Regions from separate parts of the Zea mays genome. Here regions 2 and 3 are each linked to region 1. A link is a contact called in public Hi-C data. All regions are on one chromosome and are shown on one strand. The core of a region is the stretch at or near the end of the contact, and the rest is flanking DNA. Distances in the headings are between cores, read along the strand shown.

Region 1 (2,946 bases), core at 184-2,683:
TAAGGAAGAGGGTAACACATGAATTTGGTGGATATTAGGAAAGAAATTTTATACCACCAAATTCAGGGTGTCACACCTTATGTAGTGATCCTTGATGCACCATAACTCTTCTTAACTCGATCAACCTTGACTTTGTAAGTCTTCTTCTTCACCTCTGGCTTTGGGTTCCTCGGCCTCTTTGACCTTCTCCCGTGCACTCGATACCTCGAAGCTCTTCTTGCCTCCATCCTTGGCTTGATTAGTTGTCTTCGAGTTACGCACACCGAGTCTCACTTAAACAATGTCCATCTTACTTGTGATGTCCATTATCTATAGATATTCCAGTCTTTGGATCATCACACTTGTTCACTTGTGTTGAACCCTGTAAGCTTTGCATTAAGCACCTATTCAACACTTAGCACACATGTTAGTCCTTTAATTGGGTTGTCATCCAAACCACCAAAAACCACAAGAGAGCTTTCAGAAATTAGTTGTACCAAAAAGGACATCAAGCCCATTCTATGACATTACAAAGACCTTTATTTTCACTCTCAATCATATTGACAATTGTGTGAGATAAAACGACAAAAGAAGAGTGTGTTGATATAGTGAAAGTAGTCTAACGTCCTTATATATGTACAACGCAACATATTCACACATGCTCCTCAAGTTTGTTGCTGATCAATACCATAACATGCGAGCAGTATCTCCACGCATGCGAGGATGAAACACCATGACGCTAATATCCTAGCACCATGCATGCGAGCGAGACTAAAGACCACAATAATGTCTTAAACACCCACAACCTTAAAGAGAAAGACGACAACTAAGATGATCCTCTCAGATATGTCAACTCTTCGCATAAATAGACTTTTGCTAACAAATTTTTGCCTACAAGATCCATTCACATTCTCATATGATTACCTTTTGAGCATGTCCAACAAGGTGTCTCAAAATGGTATCCAAAAATTAAAATACCATATCATTTAAAGTATGCAAGACAAATTGAGCTACAACAGTTAAGCCCTAAATCATGTAATATATGAAGTAAATTATATTATTAGGACATAAAATGTTGAGAATGGTGTAGAAAGCAAGGATATGGCACTAATTTGGAGTGTAGTATATTTTGATCATTTTATGGCGTTTCCTATTTTTTTGATTTTTAAAAAAAATAGTGTATTGTTGGGCTGTTTTTTTAATGAATTAACCCATATGGTTTTAAGATAGGATACTAATTTAAGTTACGGTTGGAGATGCTCTAAGCATATATTTGATACTTTGCGCTGTTACGAGTTATAAATTATAATCATGATTACAAGTTTTTAACTCACACACTAGCTAATGTTTGGTCCTTCAGGTGCGTATGCCCGTGTCCTCTGTGACAGGGAGGAACTGATTTGATCCAACAAAATTTCCTTTTTTTTTCTTTTCCCGCTGCTTTAAATCTCGGCGTTTTCGTGGCGCGTGCAGGCGGAGAGGAAGAGGACGCCAATCCAAATCCTTATCCCCACGTGTGTTATCCTTCCATTTTGTGGGCGGGGGTGAGCTCCTGCCTCCTGCCGCCCTGCTTCGCAATCCTCCTCCACCTCGACAACGACGCCGTCGCACCTCGCTGCTCGCCGCCACAGCGGTCTCACCTCATCAGCTTGTGTCGGCCACGGGACGCGACCGAGGCGAGGGCGGGCAGTCTTTGTCCGGTCGGCGATGCAGACCCTCCGTCCCGCGCCCGCCTCCTTCCTCGTGCCGCCCGCTCCCCAGCTCCTCCGCACAGCGCCGCCACCAGCCCCGAGAGGTGAAGTGCATCTCCCTCTCCGCGTCGTATCTCTTCCTTGTTCAAGTGCAGCGTACTGATTAACTCCGCGCTTTGGTTCCTGCACGCACTCTCTCCCTCTCTCAGCAAACGCTGCTGCTCTTGCCGCGGCGTCGCACGGCTGGTTCCCCTCGCCGCACCGTGCCTGCCGGCGCCGTCGACGCGTGACAAGGTCTGCGTCGTCCGGTGGTATGCTCCGACTTCTTCAGAAACTCTCCCGCACTCGCACCGCGTGTTGCTGTTCTAGTTTCAGGCTTTTAGCACGGGAAACTCAGAACCAGTCCTTAAAAATATACTCCGTGGAGTATTACCGTTCGGTTTAATTCAGCAGCTAGCGCCACCGTGGCCTCCGTGGATGATGCCAAGAAGGACGTGCTCATAGCGCTCTCCCAAATCATCGATCCTGATTTCGGCACGGACATCGTGTCCTGTGGGTTTATCAAGGATTTGGAGGTCAGTGAGGCCTTGGAAGAGGTAAATGGAGACCCTTCGTCAAATTACAGGAATCTGATCTAGTGATTACTGCGTGAGCTGCACATGAACTGGAATTGGTGGAGTGATTATGGTTGATGTTTCAGGTCTCATTTCGTCTGGAGCTGACGACTCCCGCTTGCCCAATCAAAGACGAGGCAAGTGCATCTGGTTTCTGAAGAACTATTGGCTAATTGTCCTTTTGGGCTGTTAAAGTAAAAGAATAAGGCTGAAACATATCTTAACTTCATGTTATCCTAATTGTCCGCGGACGGCAGATTGTTGGATGGGAATATTTTACTTGTAAACCTTTACTGGCTTGAGCCATGCAGTTCGAACAGAAGGCGAACGAGGTCGTCGCAGCACTTCCATGGGTCAAGAAGGTAGACGTCACAATGTCTGCGCAACCTGCACAGCCGGTATATGGAGGGGAGCTTCCAGAAGGGCTACAGAAGATCTCCAACATCATAGCAGTTTCAAGCTGCAAGGCATGCAAGAAATCCATAACTTCGTGCATATCAACAAATCTCATAATTCGTTTCACTAAAGAAACATTCGGTTTTGTTTTGTTTTGTTCACATTTCACAGGGAGGGGTAGGGAAATCAACTGTTGCTGTAAATCTTGCGTACACACTAGCTGGGATGGGAGCTCGGGTTGGAATCTTTGATGCTGACGTCTTTGG
Region 2 (2,946 bases), core at 164-2,663, 390 kb after region 1:
CTGCAGAAGAACGGGAACTGCACGCGAGAATCACCCATCAATAATAAGCAACCTGCCATGGTTTCATTCAACTCGATAATGGCCAGGAGGGAGATGATGCAGAATACTCACCTTCCTGACCCACCGGACAACCATGGTTCCAGTCTTGGCGCACTGTTCCAGTGTCTCGTACTGAAGAAGCATGTCATCCCAGCTGTTCTTCACCCGGAACTCGTCGTCCCAGAAGAAATCTCTCACAACCTCTGGTGATGCATCCTCAAAGATAGTGCTACTGCGGTACTGTGGTGGACCATTCTGGAATGAAGCAAACACACAAACAAATCAATTCAGTGTTATTTTCATCTACCTAGTACAGTAGTAGGACCCATACATTTCCATTTCAACTAGAGCTGATCATAAGGAAAATTTGTCTAACATTAGTCTGCACCTTGAGATGATCTACGACTATGACTCTGACGGCATATACATGTTCTAACATCCTAACAAGTCTTGAATTGAATCCCAGATATCAAATAAAATTTAGTCCTAAACAGTTTGCAGAACAATTATTCAGTTCTAAACTTGTTCAAGTCTCTCTAGCCATTTAACGGTGGATGAAGAAAGACGGCACAGCTACATACCGGTGGGTCTCTCCGCCAGGCTTGGTACCTCATGGTCGGCAAGGTGCGGTCCATCATGTGGATCCACGACGGGCCACCGTCCTTCTCCTGGACGAGCCGCCAGAGGTGCATCAAGTCACGGGTGTTCACCGCCAGCTGCTCGTCCTCGGGCGCCGCAGGAGCCACCACAGTTCTGCAGACACCCGCGGAGCAAATCCGTTACATACAATTCAGGGTAGAATCACAAGAACTCTCGCATCCATGCAGCGAAGGACGAACGCCTCACCTCGTTACGACGGCGGGCGCCTCGTTGCGAGGGACCACCGCGGCAGCGGCGGGCGGCGGAGGGAGCTGCGCCGCCTGCTGGGCGTTGTGGTCGCCGACGACGACCCCCGCCCACCTCGGGCGCCACGCCCACCCGATGAGGAGGCCAACGAGCGCGGCAAGCCAGAGGGGCGCCGCCAGCGCGGCCAGCTCCAGGGCGGCGCCGCCGAGGGTCTGCTGGCGGAAGATCCCCATCAGTAGGTCGAGGAGAGCCGACATCTCTGTTTGGCAGCTGGAATCCGCAGAAAAAAGGACCCGGTCTTTCACCACGGAATCCTCGCAGAACGCGTTGTTTTTCGCCGCGAGAACTCGAGCGTTCGCCGATATTGATACGCCCACGGTGGCGGAACTCGCCCCCTCACAAAATCGATTCCGGCGGAAGGAACGGTTACTGGTAGCAGAGAAGAGTTTTGGGGCCGGGGTATAGGATTGGGACTCTGTAGTCGCACCAAAATCTCTCTCGCGCAGTGGGCCGGCAATGGGGTATCCGTATCCCTCTCGAACGAAGTAGCAGTAGCAGTGATGAGTAGTGAGACGCAAGCGAAGGGAGGAGGGAGAGGCGGCCTGGCCCGGCGCAAGGAGAAGACAGCTGATGCGGGGGGAAAAGATCGGGTCGGAAAAATCCAGACGCGCGAGATCGAGAGAGGTGTGGAGGCGCGGAACGTGTGGCGGAGGCGAGGCGGGAGATGCGTGGGGGATAAGAGATAGGAAACGGCGATATTTTGCAGCAGCGAAAAAGAAAGGAAAAAAACACGAATCGGGAGGAAGAAGAAGACAAGGCCTGGCTGTGTCTGGTGGAGAAGGGAGAGAGCTGGGTGTGGTGGGCTGGGCTGGACTGGGGTGGTGGTGGTGGCGAGCGGAGTAGATATAGCTCTCCTCTGGTCTGATGCTCAGGCGTCCGCGTGGGCAGGCATGGAGCTGTGCGTGTGGGTGGAGTCGCGTCGCGAGGTCCTCGTGTTTTCCCTGCGGTGGACGGACACGGTGGTCGCCGGTCCGGGCTCCTCTCCGTCCCGTCATCACACACTCGGTTTCGTCAGCTCTCGCTCGTTTTCCTTGGCGACCGCGGGAGTGAAAAGCGAACGTTCCACCCAGCGCGGATGACCCTTGACCGCACGCAGGCACCCCAGCCTCACGTGTTACGTAGATCGTCAGGCAGTCAGGCACACCCAGTTTCTTTGGCTCGTTATGCAGCCGAGGCGAGCCGGCTCTTATGAGCTAAGCCTAAACTGGTTTATAATAGAGATCAAGAGTCCAAGAATTTGGATACATCGAGAGCTTGAATTGCACACAATGCACATGCTGCAAGCACAAGGCACGGGCTCATTACGTCGCCATCGTGGTTCCTTTCCAGGGCGCGTATGTGTGGAATGTGACCATTTCAGCGAAAACGTGAGGATTCAGCGTGTGTTTGGCATAACTCTGTTTCACTTGAGAACAACTCTACTCTAAAACTTTGGATGGAGCAGCTCTGCTCTAGATTTTAGATTGTTTCTCATAATCGGTGGCATTGGCGGATAAATAACTTCAAACTCTATGACTAGGTTGCTTTTTTGAGTTTTCGGAGTACCAAAAGAGGTACTCCAAAAAATTGTACTGCAGCTCCAAAAACTCCATAGAGTTTACAACTCTGGAGTTAGAGTGTTTGACATGCTCTGGCTAGCTCCCCTAGAGTTTTGCTCTGGAGCCATGCCAAACAGGCCCTCAATCGGACTACTACTCAGATGTGCTGGTGTACATCAAAGCCTAGATTTAGGTGTGTGTGCGATCAACTACGTTACTTATTGTGCGCATGACTCTCGCAAGTTTAGAATGTGGCGTCATATCTTCCTTCATATTGTTGACGTCGTCCAGCAGGACTTATGGATGACTTGTGGATGTCGTGGACGAGTACGTTCAAATCAATGAGTCTACTTCACATGAGACCCTCAATCAATTTTGTAAGGCCATCGTAACTACATTTGGACCCGTTTACTTGCACACAGCACGCTAGATCAAGCACGCTTACTTCAAGTTGGTGAGATTC
Region 3 (2,946 bases), core at 258-2,757, 310 kb after region 1:
GAAGACGATATCTGCTGCACTGCCTATGTCGACCAAGACATTGTGAACTACGAAACCTTTTATGACACACGAAATCACCATGGCATCTTTGTGTGGATAATCTTTGAGTTGAAGATCTTCTTCAGAGAATTTAATTGGAATATGAGACCACTTTGATCTAATGTATGACCCTCGAACCCCAACATATTGTACCCTTCTCTGGGATTCTTTCTTCTATTTCTTGTTGCTTGGTTCAAAGCCTGATCCTGTCTACCATCCAGCAGTTCTCGAAAGATTGGAAAATAGAGGTAGTGATAATCATGTTATGGTGCATCTGTAAGTGTAGAAATGGCTGGATTTTTGAAAATGCTCCTCCCACAACACATGGTTGCCAAGCTATGTTCAAGAAGGAAATGCTTCTACTCTGTTTCAGAATGAAGAAAGCAGTGGGAGAGATTAGAGCTTGAGTTCATATATTGTAATATACTAATGTACAGTAGTTGTACACGACATTTTTATTTATATAATTAAAGATACTGCAGGCCCTGCAGTATTACTATTCAAAAAAATGTGAAAGCTTAGGCCTATAAGCCATATGTTGATTATTTTTTAAATGAGATTAAAGATCATCAAATAAATAAGAAACCACCAAAACAACTAGATTTTGTAATGATGCACATACCTCTTTTTTCTAAAATGATCCTCGCAACAAATACTTCCATAGTATATTATTTTTAGTTTGTTAACCCAAACTTCTCGAAAATATACTAATGCGCACACCACCAATAAATACAAAAGGCATGATCCATTCTATGATGGGCTTAATGCAACTATGTTGATATTGTAAGTATTGATATATTATTTTCTGTAAATGGTTCTGAACTTAAAAGAAATTGAAACATCACAACATTTAAAAAAAACTATATAATTTAGAGTGGAGAGAGAGCATTCACGCGTTCTAGTTTGGAAGAAGGGCTTTGTGGTTCTGTGTTCCTGCTTATTTGTAAAACTTTAATTTTGATTCTCTCTTTTCAGCCCTTCCATGTTTAGGTAAAAACATCTCACTTTTGAAAAAAAACGTGTTCAAGAATCTATTCTGTACAAATGCACAACATAATTCCTCACTGGAAATCTGGAATGGAACAACAAGTCAATCGTGCATTCTGTGGCAGACGAACAACCTGACCCCACGTATGCATCGGAAGTTCGGGACGGAGTGACGCACTACACAGACGCGACAAGAGCGAAGGCACAGAGGAGGTGTGCAGCGGTGTGGTGAGCTGAGCTGGGCGGACCCTCCAAAGCCCGAGCGTGAGCGCCATCGTCCACCGAGGCCTTGCCTGCCTGCCTTGTTTCCCCAACCCCCTCGGACCCTCACATCTTCCTCGGTCTCTCCGCCGCCCACCACCTCCCTCCCCCTCCTCTCTTTATACGCCACCGCGGCGGGGCTTCCCCCATCCCTTGTCCGTTCGCTGCATTGCTCCCCTAACCGTTCGGCCAGGAGACAGCGGAGAGGGCAGAGATGGCGGCCGCGTCCTTCACCGCCGCCAAGTTCCTGGCGCCGGTGGCCGCGAGATCCGGCGGAGAGAGGGCGCCCCCGCTCCCCGCCGGCGCCTCGTCCTCCTCCTTCGCCAGGACCCTGCGCCGCGGCGCGGTGCACCACCCGCGCCTGCGCACCGCGCTCGCCGTCTCCTCCGACCTGCTCGCTGGGAACAAGGCCGCGCAGGCCGCCGCCGCGCATCCGGTATGGAATACCTTTTCTACGTTGCTCTCTCCTGTTACTTCAGAGAGAAAAAAGCGATCTTGGGTGCCGACGCAGTGTAAAAACCCGATCTTGGGCGCTCTTTACAGTTTAACTGTGCTGCGCGATTGGATCTCACGAGTCTGAAATTCCGATGAGTGATATGGTTTCTAGTTTAACGACGATTTGGCTGGTTGCATCCCACAGTAGTACTTTGTAGTCGCAATTCGGGATGCATAAGCGTAAATCTCACAAAACTTTACCTCCCAGCTTTGGAATGAAAGGTGAAAGGATATCGTGGCCTCCTGAATTTCATGGTGATGACTCCCCTGTGCTCTAAAAGTGCTGCTGAAGTTGTCTTCTCGCTCTCGGATACTGCTCATTTGTGATCGGATACCTATGAATGGAGACAGTTGTTTAGTTAACATAATGTCACTGATTGACAGCTGAAATTGTAGTTTTCACCACATATTTTTTAATAGATCCACCAGTTAGCTCTGTTCATGCCTGCAGCTGCAAGTCTGATGAGGTATCAGTGTCTTGAGACTCAGGACTGAACTGATACAGTCATACTATCTTCTGTCACCTAGCTTACCTAACTAGTACTCCCTCCGTTTCTTTTTAGTTGTCGCTGGATAGTTCAATTTTGCACTATCCAGCGACAACTAAAACGAAACGGAGGGAGTACTGCTTAGACATGGAAAATGTCTTATTTGTTTTTCTGTTGCTGCAAGTCTGTTCAAGTTGCAGAACACTGTGTTGTGTACGTAATTCATGGTCTATCGTTTTCTCCAGGCGGTTACCCGGGAAGAGGCACTGGAGCTGTATGAGGACATGGTTCTTGGCCGTGTATTCGAGGACATGTGTGCACAAATGTACTACCGTGGCAAGATGTTTGGTTTCGTCCACCTTTACAATGGCCAGGAGGCTGTCTCCACTGGCTTCATCAAACTTCTGAACCAAGCTGACTGTGTTGTTAGCACATACCGTGATCATGTCCATGCGCTGTCCAAGGGTGTCCCGGCACGTTCTGTCATGGCTGAGCTCTTTGGCAAGGCCACAGGCTGCTGCCGTGGACAGGGTGGTTCCATGCACATGTTCTCTGCTCCCCACAACCTCCTGGGAGGCTTTGCCTTCATCGGAGAGGGCATTCCTGTTGCCACTGGTGCAGCCTTTGCTGCTAAGTACCGTCATGAGGTGCTCAAGGAGTCTGGCCCTGATGGGCT

What was found. Hi-C and Micro-C count contacts between places; a contact is called where the count stands out from the background.
Region 2: a Hi-C map of bundle sheath shows a contact between it and region 1, with 2.4 times the contacts expected there. The contact joins the promoter of LOC100382153 here to the promoter of LOC103646865 in region 1. A contact is called at or near these places in 2 of 25 Hi-C or Micro-C datasets (bundle sheath and leaf mesophyll).
Region 3: a Hi-C map of leaf shows a contact between it and region 1, with 7 times the contacts expected there. The contact joins the promoter of LOC100272834 here to the promoter of LOC103646865 in region 1. A contact is called at or near these places in 3 of 25 Hi-C or Micro-C datasets (ear, leaf and tassel).

The regions. Positions count from the first base shown.
Region 1 is chr2:114,439,604-114,442,549 of Zm-B73-REFERENCE-NAM-5.0, reverse strand. It overlaps LOC103646865 (fe-S cluster assembly factor HCF101, chloroplastic), which reads left to right and starts at 1,433. Exons shown (of 15, transcript XM_008671494.4): 1 at 1,433-1,774; 2 at 1,880-1,981; 3 at 2,124-2,266; 4 at 2,371-2,421; 5 at 2,596-2,751; 6 at 2,852-2,946. The coding sequence starts at 1,687.
Region 2 is chr2:114,052,581-114,055,526 of Zm-B73-REFERENCE-NAM-5.0, reverse strand. It overlaps LOC100382153 (Polyketide cyclase/dehydrase and lipid transport superfamily protein), which reads right to left and starts at 1,413. Exons shown (of 6, transcript NM_001174913.1): 1 at 886-1,413; 2 at 621-792; 3 at 112-294; 4 at 1-17. The coding sequence starts at 1,142.
Region 3 is chr2:114,128,718-114,131,663 of Zm-B73-REFERENCE-NAM-5.0, reverse strand. LOC100272834 (Pyruvate dehydrogenase E1 component subunit alpha-3 chloroplastic) reads left to right here and starts at 1,507. Exons shown (of 3, transcript NM_001147287.1): 1 at 1,507-1,723; 2 at 2,516-2,946. The coding sequence starts at 2,555.